4 separate regions of the Mus musculus genome follow, and regions 1, 3 and 4 are each linked to region 2. The links are chromatin contacts, called in public HiChIP or PLAC-seq and promoter capture Hi-C maps. All regions are on one chromosome and are shown on one strand. Each heading gives the region's core, a stretch centred on a gene start, on an enhancer-like site or on the middle of the called end of the contact. The rest is flanking DNA. Distances are from core to core; before and after follow the strand shown. Region 1 overlaps Epb41l2 (erythrocyte membrane protein band 4.1 like 2). Region 2 holds the start of Akap7 (A kinase (PRKA) anchor protein 7). Region 3 holds the start of Smlr1 (small leucine-rich protein 1). Region 4 overlaps Epb41l2 (erythrocyte membrane protein band 4.1 like 2).

Region 1 (3,135 bases), core at 54-2,553, 220 kb after region 2:
AACGGGCTTCAAAGCCAGCGAGCTCTCCTCCATGCATCACCCTGCTGAGGTGCACAGGAAGGACAGGAAGTGCAGAACAGCAGGTATTCTTTGCCACGACCCCAATTCAAACAGCCCTGTTACTGTAAAGGAAGGCACAAGAACAGATTGCTGGAGCTTGTGTCTGGTTGATGAAGTTGCGTGTATTCTGCCATCTTTGTGTGGAGCCAAATACTCAGCTCATAGTTGCTTGTTCTTCTGACCCTGGTAGGCGCTGGCTCAGGCCATACGGGAAGCGAGAGAGCAGCACCCTGATATGTCGGTCACAAGGGTGGTAGTGCACAAAGAAACAGAGTTGGCGGAGGAAGGAGAAGAATAAGGTAAGTGAGCCTGGCCATCCGCAGCCTTGCCTGGCTGCCCTGTGTCCCTGTTTGTGCAGTTCTCCATCAGTGTCTTCACCGGATGAGTTTCTCCACATTGTTGTTCTCTTCGAGCACAAACCTCTGGCTGGCTGTCTAGTGCCAATGGCCTTCTAAAGAAGCTGCCAGCAGTGGGCACTTACGCTCCTTCTCCCATCAAGTGTGCTAGTGCACTTGGTAGTTAGTAGTCACAGTGACTGCTGGGGGCGATGCTGGCACCTTTCTGCTAGATTTATAGTCTTTAAAATCTATATGTTAAACATTATGTATCAAACAGTGAGCTATAGAGAGAGCATAAAGCTAGTATTGCCTAAAAGTTTAAGATTTTAGCTGAACCAAAGGGGAAAATAGTGATAAGTGGTGTTTAATATAACCAGCAGAAAAGGACTAATATTCTCAACAAACTGGGAAATCTAATAATTTATGAAGAAAATGTAAACACTTCTGGAGAAAAATAGGCTAATGATCACACAGGTAAACCATTTGAAAACTTAAGTACAAACAAAAAACTTTGGCCTTATTCTTTTGCTTAAATCATTAAAAATTATACATCTAGTATAACATTTTTTACCCATGTGGTAAAAATGTATGTTTTAATCACTGCTTGGAGATTGTGAGAAGAAACCATAGTTACATACTATATATTTTATTTCTTAGAAGACAATTTGGAAAAACCTATCTCAAAGTATTTACATTATAGTTACCTATCTTTAAACTACCTTTGAGAATTTAATGAGGGCAGTGAGATGGCCCAGCAAGTAAAAGCTCTTGCTTCCAGCTAGACAACCTCAGTTCCGTCCCTGGGACTCATTTTCCAGATGGACAGCCTCAGTTCCACCCCTGGGACTTCTTGCCTGCAATGTTGGAGGACAAACTAGGGCCTGCAAATGCTCAGTTGTTTGTGTTGCTGTGATGAAACAGCATGATGAAAAGCAGCCAGGGAAGGGGAGGGCTGACTCAGCTTAAACTCCACACCACTCTTCATCATCAAAGGAAGTCAGGACAGGAACTCAACCTGGAGGCAGGAGCTGATGCAGAGGCCATGGGGGTGCTGCTTACTGGCTTGCCAGCCTGCTTCTTTATAGAACCCAGGATCACCAGCCTAGGGATGGCACCACCACGATGACCTGTGCCCTTCCCCATCAATCACGAATTTTGAAAATGCATTACAGCCACATCTTATGGCAACATCTTTTCAATTAAGGCTCCCTTCTTTCTGATGAGCACAGCTTCTGTCAGGTTGACATGAAATCAGCCAGTACAGAAGATGAGGTGGGGAAACTGCTATTGCTCCAAATGTTATCCATCAGCTTCTTACAAAGAAGAAAAACGGGGCTGGAAAAATGGGTCAGTGGCTGTACTTCTAAAAGAACTGTGTTTGGTCCCTGGACCCACTTTGGGCGGCTGCTTATCTTTTCAGGAAATTCAGTGCAGACTGTGAGCACCTAGATGTATGTCTTTTTTCTTTTAATTGAAAATAGATTTTTTATATAATATATTTTGATTATGAATTCCCTCCGAAAGCTTCTCCCAGCTCTTTTCACTATCTCACCCACTCAAATCTCTACCCTTTGTTTCTCTCATTCGAAAACAATCATTAAAAAAATAAAATAAAAACAAATGAACCAGAATAATACAAAACAAACAAAAACGAGCAAAAGAAAAAGCACAAGGAACACACAGACGCAAAGACATACCTTTGCATATACAGCAACCCATACAAGCAATGCAAAGACATACGTTTGCATATACAGAAAACCTATACAAACAAAAGTAGGAAACCATTTAAAAAACAAACAACCAAATAAAAATAAAACCTTGCAAAATATCATTGAAATTTTTTTGTGTGTTGTCCATCTACTACTGGGAAGAGTATGTGCCCTTAAGTGTGGTTTATATACACAGCAAGACTTCATTGGAGAAAACATTTTTTTTTCCTTTGAAAGCAGTTATAATTTAGAGCTAGCTTCTGGGTTAGGGGTGGGGCTTGTGTCCCCTTTCTCTCAGTACTGGGACCCTATCTGGCTTAGACCTGTGTAGTCCCCATGCATGATATGTCGGTCCTGCGGTGTCTAGAAGACTTGTTTCTTTGGTGTCTTCCCTACTGGGTCTTAAATCTTTCATTCTAACTTCTACAGAGTTCACTGAGCTCTGTATGGAGGGATTTGATGGAGACATCCTATTTAGGACTGGGTGTTGTTCCAAGGTCTCACTCTGTATCCTGTCCAGTTGTGGGTCTTTGTGTTAGTTGCCATCTTGTTCAAGAGAAGCTACTCAGATGATGGCTGAACAAGGCACTAATCTATGAGCATTGCAGAGTGGTGTTGGAGTCTTGTATGCTGTGTGCCTTTAGCAGGACAGTAGTGTTGGGTTTCCTCCTGCATCCATTACCAGCTAGTATTAAGTTCTTGACCACATGAGCAATGAATGTTAAGCTTGCATTTCATCTCATGGAACAGACCTTAAAAAACAACTAATCATATAGAGGCTGGTCGCTGCCACAGCTTTTGTGCCACCACCACATCTTTGTATCCTACAGGCAGGACACATCTATAAACCAGATTTGTAGTTGGGTTGGGTTTAACACTGTCTTTTGATAGTGTGCAGATAGTGTACTTCAAGTACCATGCATGGTAGGTAGTCCATGAGAGGTGAAGGCTCTGGTAGGTACCAGTTTGACTTCTCCATGCTCTGTGAGGTGTGTGGATGTTGTCTTGAGTAGTAGGCCTTTCCCATC
Region 2 (2,890 bases), core at 10-2,509:
TCTACTTCGACTAGCTACGTAAAACAGCAGAGTAGGTCTCCAGAAATGTTTAAACTTCATGCCAACCAGGCCACTTACCCAGTGTGCTTCCATTTGCGCCTCATGAAGAGGGAGCAATCCAAATTATTAAGGAGAAATTGACAAATCGACACTACATGAATGGAAGGACCCAGTAAACTGGACAAGTGCCATAAGCTTTGTCACTATAGGGAAACGATGCGCTAACAGCATCCCAAACTGCAAAGCCACACGGTGTAAAAAGGTGAGAAGAGTCCTCTCTTTCCAACTATTACCCTATTCCCTTCTGCCTATTACCCACACTCCTGTAACCTTATAAAAACATCTCAAGCAGGGACACTCTGGGCATCTCCTCACGTGATACGAGTAATTGCATTCACATGAAATTTATAAACGCATGTACATTATTCACCTGATTTATATTTACATACATATAAAGTATTTACATAGCATGCTTGGACTGCCTATTTTAATATTCTTACGCTTTGTATACATGTAGGTGTTCTTGTAGAACACCTTTTTCCCCTTACTTCCCAGTCCCTTTCCCTCCGAGTCCAACCTCTAATTCCTACCCAGGTTCAGCATACAACGAAAGTTGACCCAAGCTGAAGTACATCCTGGGCGCCAGCAGATTGGCGCCCGTTTTAAAGTGTGCCTTGCCAAGCCTCGAGTAAAACCCTAAATGAGACAAGACAGTGTTCAGAGGCTTCTATTTGCCATTTTAAAAAATAATTAGGTAAATAAAACGGAGTTTTTTTTTTCCCCCCTTGATTTTGTTAACCTCCCCAACACAGTAGGAAAGGATGTGCTGCAAAACTCTGGGTCATGGGTCACAAGATAGGAAGAGGTAAGAGAAACAACAACTTGTGTGTACACCCCTTTCGGTTCGAGGAGTGGAGTGGTGCACGGAGACCCACGGATGCAACCAAACTGCCCGGACTACCGGGCTGGACCGGGATGCCCAGGGTGTAGGGGGAGGGTCGATCGCGAGGGGCGTGGGGCTGCGGGCGGCCTGGGAGGCGGAGCGGGGCGGGCGAGCACGCCCCACGGCAGAGGCCGCCCCGGGGCGCGCAGGGCGGAGCGCTCTCACCCACGGCGGGGCGCTCCATGGTCGCGGCGCAGAGACGGAGGCGCGGGCCCGGGGCGCGCGGGACGGCGGGGGCGCGGGCCGCGGCGGCCAGGCCTGCGGAGGCGCAACGCCCCGCGAGTCGCAGCATCCCCGGCACCCGCCGCTTCAGGAGGAGCCGGAAGGGGCCGGCCCGGCGAGGCGTGGATACCCGGATCGGGGCGGTCCCCGGGGCCGTGCTGGGCTCGGGCTCCGACCTCTGGCCGCCCTCGGTTATTTCCTGCGGCGCGGCCCTTCCCGTCCCACGCTCGGAGGGGCGAGCCAGGGATCCAGAGAGCATTCCTTGGCCCGCTGTCCCTTGAGAACCCGTGTGTTTGCTTTAGCGTGGAGCTTTGGAAACACAGATCTGATTGCAAAATAGGCGGGCTGAGCAAAATGTACAATACAATAGCGAGACCTTGAACGTCGCTATAATGAGATGCTTTTATTTACTTGCCATTACCCCCCCCCCAAAAGTAGCATTTTCAACAGCAGTTTAAGAGCTAAAAGTTGGAATTGTTAAATGAAATCATCTACAAATTTTTTGCAGGCAAGGCTCCTCAGTATCTGAATAAAATAAGAGAAAACTATTTTTTTTAATAGTTAAAATATGAATATGTCTTGTAGAAAAGAATGCTACTGTTTTTTTCCGGGCTGGGGGCAAATGGTGGTATTACTGCTGGTTTGTTGGGGAATGTAATTTTAATTTAAGAAAATATGGTGGTGTGTCTCTTCTCCACAGCTGTAGCCCTTAAAGCTGGTAGGGAACTTTGAAGAATTCCCTGCTTAGCCCCTTTTTGTGGATCTTCACGGAAAACGGTCTTTTTAAAGGAGCAGGCTATCTAATCACAGAGAAAGAACGAAAAATAAGTAAGGGAGCTTGCGGCAAGAGGATCCTCAAAGGCCAGCCGATGCTAGCTGGACTGGACAGGGTACAGATAAGACGTTTAAGCATAAGGATTACTTTACGCAGTAGACAGAGAAACAACTCTTTGCCCTCCCTTTTCCTGCTGGAAGTAGACTATACATTTCTCTTTGTAAGGATTACTCCCCACTCTGTTTTAAAGGTGTATTTATGTAACTGGGGAGTAGGAGCAGTGCACTGACACAGCAAGGTTGACAGCCAGTTTGCAAAGAGTAGAGCACTACCCCCACTCCCCCCTCCTCGGGCTTCACAAAGGACGCTACAGACCTGGGAGACGTGGGTTCTGCACCTCATGTGTGGTCTGATGCTTGGGGGCGAGGTGTCTTCCTTCAGCTCAAGAGCCCACTCCTGGATTTCCCTCCTTTTAAAAACAAAACAAAACCAAAGCGCTGTGTTTCTATTTTAACCACACATCTGTGGTGTAATCCTTAGCCTTGGGATATAACTTCAGTGGAGGAACCAGAACACCAACCCAGCCCCCAAACCTTTCACCTACAATCTACCCTGTCTGAAATAATGTGCTGGGGCAAAGGAGGCAAAGATCTTGGGAGAGTGGCCAACCAGTGACTGCTCTAGTCTGAAGCTCACGCCACAAAAGGAAGCCCATGCTTGATACTACAGCATGACCAGGAACCAGAGGCTGGACAGCCCAGAGACCTTTGATAAGAAAAAGAAAATCGCAAATGGTTCCTAATGATATTCCGCTGTACTCATAGATCAGTGCCTAGCCCAATCGTCATCAGAGAGGCTGCCTTTGGCAGCTGATGGGAGCTGATGCAGAGACCCACACCAAACTTGAGCTGAAAGCTCTCTACTTGGAAGTCTCCTTCCAGTCTCTCCCC
Region 3 (2,890 bases), core at 130-2,629, 240 kb after region 2:
GCTAGAATCACAGCTGTGTACAACCATACCAGCTTTCAAACTTGTTTTTTTCAGTAGTTTAATATGAAACCGTCCAAATTAAGAAGCGGGTTGACTTTAGTGACGTGCCTAAAATAAGCATTAACCTTTATGGCATCTAGAACTTACTGAAAAACCAAATGAACATGCACCCTCTCAAAACACAGCTCGGCTCCAGAGCAAACAATCTCAGTCCAGGAACAAAACGCCCACAGCAGATCACCTAAAGCTTCTGAATGTATCCCGTGGTTTCCGGTTGGTTGGTTTGTTTGTTTTTTAAATCTACCCATCTTATGGAAAATCTCTGCTGCAGTCCAGATCCAATGTTTTGCGTTGGCTAAACGCCGATAGCACAATGCTTAGAACATTTCTTAAGCAGAAGTTCAGAGGCTGAAGAAGGCATACGCACATGTACATGATCATGGGTGTATACATGTGTGCAGAGTCATGAAAACCTGTGTGTGTGTGTGTACTATGAGTCCATCTTGACCTGCTGTATGCCTCACTTCACGCTTGAATCATTTTCGAGGTTCTGAAGGTTTATCTTGAGAAGGAAGCAGCAGAGATAAGATGTGGGGGTAGTACGATGGACTAGTTCCCACCTGGGCCATTCAAATCCCTTAAGTCTCTCAGCGGCACTCAGTGTCAGTGGGAGCCCAGTGCACGTGTGACTGACAGTAGTCCTTGTGAGGACTATGACATATACACACACATCTGTTACGTGGGGGAGGCAGACCGTGGACAGCATAGAGTCTGATGCCTTGAGAAATAAACAAGCAACCCTATGTCCAATTCGGTGATTCACAGTTGACTGTCTACGGGGAACCACAGTGAAGGACGCCCTATAGCAAGTGGACAAACCCTACGTACCTCATAACTTACAGAGTTGAAAGTATCAAACTTTGCCCCGTTCATCAAGAAAGGGCTGGAGGGTGGGGGAAGAAATCTGTCAATCAAACAGGTACATCTCCCCAGCTTCCCAGAGCACCTGCCGGCTTGGGTGTGTTTCAAGGATGAACCAAACCCTTCCTCGTGGGGTCTCACACTTACCTGCCATCAGTTTGATCCTGAAGTAGGCAAGAAGGAGGAGAAGCAGCAAGGTCACAGGCAGGAAGATCCCCAGGACCAGGACAGGGCCGGGGAGTTCCTGCAAGAAGATTGCCAGCACGGAGCTCATGGTCCCCACTGCTCGGGACAGGCGACTTGGCTCTGCTCTGTGGTTGTCCTTTCCCGAAGTTCTGGCCTTTGCTCATGCTTTTCCATGAAACCTGTTGTGGACTTTGCTCTGGCTTATTAGTGGAGTGAATACTGGAGCGCTGTTGGCAAGTTACTCTGTAACTCAGCTACAGTTGTAGAAGAACCGAAGAGTAAACCTCCCAAGCTGTCCTGGAGATGCGTCTTTGTCTGACAGGAAGTGGGATGGTCCTGGTAGGCTGGGGTTAAATATCTGACTTCAAACAAATGCCCTTCTCTCTATGTGTTTTCACAGAAACCCAGGCCCAGGGAGAACATTTACCCCTCTTCCTACATTTCAGAGCTGAAAATGTCGGAATTGTCATGGTAATGCCCATAGTTGATGTGACAGATACTGAGAAGGAAAAACACGCTTGCCACATGTGAAAACTGCCTGGTTGGTTCTGCTCTGAGTGCCTCTCTGGAGGGCACATTGATGGATTTGACAATCACTTAATTCTACTAGAGCCTGACCTTCAGTCTGGAAGTCAGATATACGCAGCAGAGACGTAGATGATAGCCGCAGGTGAGTGGGGGGGGGGGGGGGTCCAGACAACGGCAGGGCCCTGCCCTTTCCTAACTGCTGCAGCTCACTTTCCTCTCCGCTGTCTACTCATTTGCCTTGGCCCAAAATGCAGGCTGTTATGACAACTCCAGACTTCCAGGATAAGAGACGGCAATAAACTGGCAAATGCCAAGGTTCATGATCATCTATTGACTACCAGTGAGCTGCCTTGTACCAATTTAGGGGAAAACTTCCAAAGCTACTAGACTACTAAGGTTGACTAAAAGACTCATTTCCTAACTCAAAGGATCTTTAGAGACTTTGGAAAAGTTTGGGCTTTTTCTTTTTAAATTTCATTTTTATTTTATGTACATTAGTGTCTTGACTGCACAATATATCTGTTTGAGGGTGCCAGACAGACCCCTGCAACTGGAGTTACCTGCACTCGTGAGCTGCCATGTGGGTGCTGGGAATTGAACCTGGGTCCTCTGGAAGAGCAGCCAGTGTTCTTAACTACTGAGCCATCTCTCCAGCCTCAAGACCGAGGGAAAGTTTGCAGGAGATTGGTAACCACATTCAGGGCTTCACTTCCGACTTGTGTCCCCTCTCTGTCCCACCCCATAGGCTGCTGCTGGTGGGAAGCTGACAGAGTCCACTTTAAAGGACTGCCTTCAGTACCATCTACATTCTTCTACCTGGGACTGTGTGTGGCCATGCGGACAGGCTCTCACCTTCACTAAACAATTCAACTGGTAAGGGTAAAGGGGCCGGGGGGGGGCTTGCCTGGCATCCCTGAGTAAGTAACAAAGTTGGAAGGAGAGTGTTAGAACACCAGTATTGAGCCTGCATTCATTGAATGTATTTCCTTCTCTTCCTCTCTCCACAGAGGGCTGCTGCTGCTGTGGTTTGTGCATGCTCTCTGTTGAGATGGTTATTTGGTGCTTATTCAGCTGGGCTAGAATGCTGATTTGTAAAGTGTCAATCTTCAGAGAACCTTCATTAACTGGAGGCAAACAGGTTTGATGTTAGCCAGCTGCTAGGATGGATGTTCTGTATCCACCCACTCGGCAAGGCTTACCTGAATGCCTAGGCTTCGTTGAGTGTGGAGAAGAGGCAATGTGAATAACAGCGCTT
Region 4 (3,039 bases), core at 516-3,015, 170 kb after region 2:
GCCTCAGTGGCAGCTTCTTTCTCTTAGTATCTCAATGCCTGCCTTTCCTAAAGAGTGAGAAATGCTTCCCTCATCCACGGCCTGCCTTCTACCATCCTCTCCCCAGCCCAAGGAGGTGACTTAGCAGTTTCTTCTGTCATCAGCATATTAGTATTAATACAAACCTTATTTGTGTGTTGCTTTTCGCCTCATTACCCTGGTTGTATCTAGAAACAGGATGCTGAAGTGTAAGGAGGTGGGGAGTTGTGTGATGAGGAGACCCAGGGTTTGGCTTAAGATGATAAGATCAGAAGGGAGCTGGGAGTATAGCTCAGAGGTGGGTAAATCTGCATCTCCTCAAAGACAGTGTAAGGCTGATGTTCTCAGTGACAGAAAGATGCCACTTGCTGAAGAGGAGCCAAGCATTCCTTACCTAACTTTGTGGTCAGTGTTTCTTACATGTCACATAACATGATGGTAAAGTGGGATGGGCACTTTAGTACTTACACTTTGCATCTGTGTCCTCTGGGAGACTTACTTTTCAGAAAGTGAGTACTCAAATATAGTTTGAATGTGTTAAGTTACATAATTATGTGACTATAATGCTCATTTTTAGATACAATGTGTTTATATATAAAAATATGTATAGGCAAAATCCAGGTCTCAAATACATTTAGGCAAAACAACTTTCATTCTTCTCAATATAGATGTGTACAGTCTTCCTTTTTTTTTTTCCCCAGAAAATTGTTACTGTCAAAGTTAGCTTCACAGTCCTTCTTTGAAGTTCTTGAGGTTCCCACTGTAGGAGATGGGGTGTGTCCCTGTGTTGTGTGTATGCCAGACCCAGGCTTTACCACCGTGTCAGACTCCTGGCTGTGCTGCTTCCCCACACTAAATACTATGCATTTAAAGAAGCCGTGGGTACTTACTTCAGCCTCTTGTAAAGTGGGATTTAGACAGAGCTATAAGTATTTTGTGTAGCAATTTGTCATGTGGGAAAATGTGTGCTATCTTGGTTTTAGTATAGCATTGTGTCTCTTAGTTGTGACACGGAGTTGGAAGCATTTCAGTTTATTGTGATTATAAAAATGTAAGTTAGTGTCAAACTTTTCACCATCTGTTAAAGTCTCATGTAAACTGTGCTATAGAAAATGTTAAAAGTTTATAGACTAAAGCAACATGCTTTTCTTTGATACAGAATTGTAAGTTGATATAGTTTTGGTGTTCATTAATAAATGAATTCATCATTAAAGATATTGGACTCTTCAAGAGGAAAGTCTTGAATTTTTGTTGTTAACAGAGTCTAACATTTGACTCGACTCAGACATTATATAAGTCAGTTTCCTATAAGCAGTACTATAAGAGGTGCTTTTTAGAAGTATAGTTGATATCCATGCTGTCTTTCTGAAGTTTAAAGGAGTTGACTACTAGCCACCCATCCTCCCCAGAAGCAGAACTAAAGGCGCATAGTAATTAACTTTAGCAAGATCCTACGTGTAGTTCATTTAAACTTTATTATTTTCTGTTCTCCAGATGGGCTATAAGTTTCACTGTGATGCAGAAAACCTGGAACTTCCCTCTTGTGTTGGTGTCATGTGGTTCAGTTCATAGTGAAGGGAGCTGGTGAAACAGTGCGTGTTCTTGTGGAAGGGGAGGGTTAAGACAAGACTACTCTCATCCTTTCAGCATTTGCCTAACACACGAGAACTTGGGTGAATTTGTTAAATTCTCATAGCCAATCTGAGACTCTCCAAAACAAAGAAGACATGGGCACACTTTTGCTGGGGGTGAGCAGTTCAAACTCTGAAATCCTAAGATCCAGCCTGAAGAGTAGTGGGCGACTCCAGGGTGGAAGATGGTCACTTCAGTTGGGTAGATGTTGTGAATTCTATTTTGCTGTTGAGGAAATTGAGGCTTAGTCGGGGTGAAAAATGTAATGAAGTCATAGAACTGGTGGGAAGTAAGTGGTAGTTTGACTCCATATATTTCTAAGCCCAAAGTCTGTATTTGTGGTTACAGTAGCCAGTTCTTTACCATAGTAAGGAACATCCTAGTATTCCCTGAGGGGCTGCTGTGTGTGCTCACACGTGTGTACTTATGTGTCCACTCACCACCATCTTTAATCTCAACATCTTCTTTATTCACTGATGCTGGTTTTCATTTCTTATGTGTCTAATGCTTTATTCATTTTTTTCTTTAAGTGTCAACCCAGAGAAGTTAATTTCCATTTTATTTTTTTGTTTGTGAAGTATGGTAGTATATATATATATATATACAATTTCCTAGCACTTGGAAAAGTGAGGTGGAGGGTCAGGAGTTCCAAGAGCAACCTGACTATAGAGGAGTCAGAACAGAGCAGCACAAATAGTTTATGCTTGGTTTTGTGTAATTGGTAATCCAACGAATATACTTAAGTTCCTCTATAATGTTACATTAAATATTTTAAACTTTTGCTTGATTATTTATAACACTAGTCAAGAAATTATATACCAACCATAACCTACATACTCAAAGATAACTATTCAATAAAAGTAAATTTAATAAAATAATGTGTAGTCATTTAAGAAGACTGCAGGGGAGGAGGAAGCAGAAATGGACAGATAACACTCAACACGTATTGGATTTTAATATTTAATGTTAGGTTCCCTAAAAATGCCAAGCACCCTAGAGAGCATGGATACAGTCTATCCATGCCTGTGTACAACTGTACTCTCAGAGAGTGGACAAGACCTCCTGCCTCCATGGGAGGAATGGAGCTTACATAGTGGAAGCCAGTGTGGTAGGAAACAGTGGTTTCTGCTGCTCAGTCCTGTCATGTAGACACAGCCTCTGGTATCTCTGGGTAAGGATCCTGTACTGGATAGTTTCTGTTGTCAGTTTGATACAACCTAGAGTCCCCTGGGAAGGCGGAACCTCGATTGAATTGCCCAGATCTAGTTAGCCCATGGCCATGTTTGTTAGAGATCATCTTGATTGATGGTAGATGAAGGAAGGCCCAAACCTATTCTGGGCAGCTCCATCCATAGGCAGGTAGGTGTGAGCTATTTAAGAAACCTCACT

What was found. Promoter capture Hi-C pulls out the DNA fragments that hold promoters and counts their contacts. HiChIP or PLAC-seq counts read pairs in DNA pulled down with a chosen protein or histone mark.
Region 1: a contact with region 2 is called in a promoter capture Hi-C map of liver. The contact joins the enhancer-like site here to the promoter of Akap7 in region 2. A contact is called at or near these places in 5 of 39 promoter capture datasets (the C10 cell line, the HPC-7 cell line, the SN4741 cell line and 2 more), 1 of 484 Hi-C or Micro-C datasets (muscle stem cells), 2 of 115 datasets of contacts at active chromatin or transcription factors (large pre-B cells and stem cell-derived neural progenitor cells) and 3 of 9 other capture datasets (adipose tissue, liver and pancreatic islet).
Region 3: a contact with region 2 is called in a promoter capture Hi-C map of embryonic stem cells, with 5 times the contacts expected there. The contact joins the promoter of Smlr1 here to the promoter of Akap7 in region 2. A contact is called at or near these places in 5 of 39 promoter capture datasets (the SN4741 cell line, embryonic stem cells, hematopoietic stem and progenitor cells and 1 more), 2 of 484 Hi-C or Micro-C datasets (liver and muscle stem cells), 1 of 115 datasets of contacts at active chromatin or transcription factors (large pre-B cells) and 3 of 9 other capture datasets (adipose tissue, liver and pancreatic islet).
Region 4: a contact with region 2 is called in an H3K4me3 HiChIP or PLAC-seq map of bone marrow-derived macrophages, with 6 times the contacts expected there. The contact joins the enhancer-like site here to the promoter of Akap7 in region 2. A contact is called at or near these places in 12 of 39 promoter capture datasets (the C10 cell line, the HPC-7 cell line, the SN4741 cell line and 6 more), 2 of 484 Hi-C or Micro-C datasets (bone marrow-derived macrophages and embryonic fibroblasts), 20 of 115 datasets of contacts at active chromatin or transcription factors (the NIH/3T3 cell line, SST interneurons, bone marrow-derived macrophages and 11 more) and 4 of 9 other capture datasets (adipose tissue, liver, macrophages and 1 more).

The regions. Positions count from the first base shown.
Region 1 is chr10:25,512,723-25,515,857 of GRCm38.p6, forward strand. Epb41l2 (erythrocyte membrane protein band 4.1 like 2) reads left to right here. Exons shown (of 20, transcript NM_001199265.1): 19 at 251-359. The coding sequence ends at 358. Among named protein-coding and RNA genes, the nearest start is that of Smlr1, 22 kb to the right of the region's middle. Within about 2 kb of position 1,304, at least 3 of the 459 cell types and tissues checked have an H3K27ac peak or open chromatin away from gene starts, as enhancers often do. A contact at or near this core is called in liver, where this site is marked.
Region 2 is chr10:25,295,820-25,298,709 of GRCm38.p6, forward strand. Akap7 (A kinase (PRKA) anchor protein 7) reads right to left here and starts at 1,260. Exons shown (of 8, transcript NM_001379238.1): 1 at 1,109-1,260. Gm40617 (predicted gene, 40617) reads left to right here and starts at 2,790. Exons shown (of 6, transcript NR_166644.1): 1 at 2,790-2,890.
Region 3 is chr10:25,534,893-25,537,782 of GRCm38.p6, forward strand. Smlr1 (small leucine-rich protein 1) reads right to left here and starts at 1,380. Exons shown (of 2, transcript NM_001195596.1): 1 at 1,069-1,380. The coding sequence starts at 1,195. It overlaps Gm29571 (predicted gene 29571), which reads left to right and starts at 1,494. Exons shown (of 4, transcript NR_136909.1): 1 at 1,494-1,777; 2 at 2,381-2,508.
Region 4 is chr10:25,462,911-25,465,949 of GRCm38.p6, forward strand. All of the region lies in intron 4 of Epb41l2 (erythrocyte membrane protein band 4.1 like 2), which reads left to right. Among named protein-coding and RNA genes, the nearest start is that of Smlr1, 72 kb to the right of the region's middle. Within about 2 kb of position 1,766, at least 12 of the 459 cell types and tissues checked have an H3K27ac peak or open chromatin away from gene starts, as enhancers often do. A contact at or near this core is called in bone marrow-derived macrophages and microglia, where this site is marked.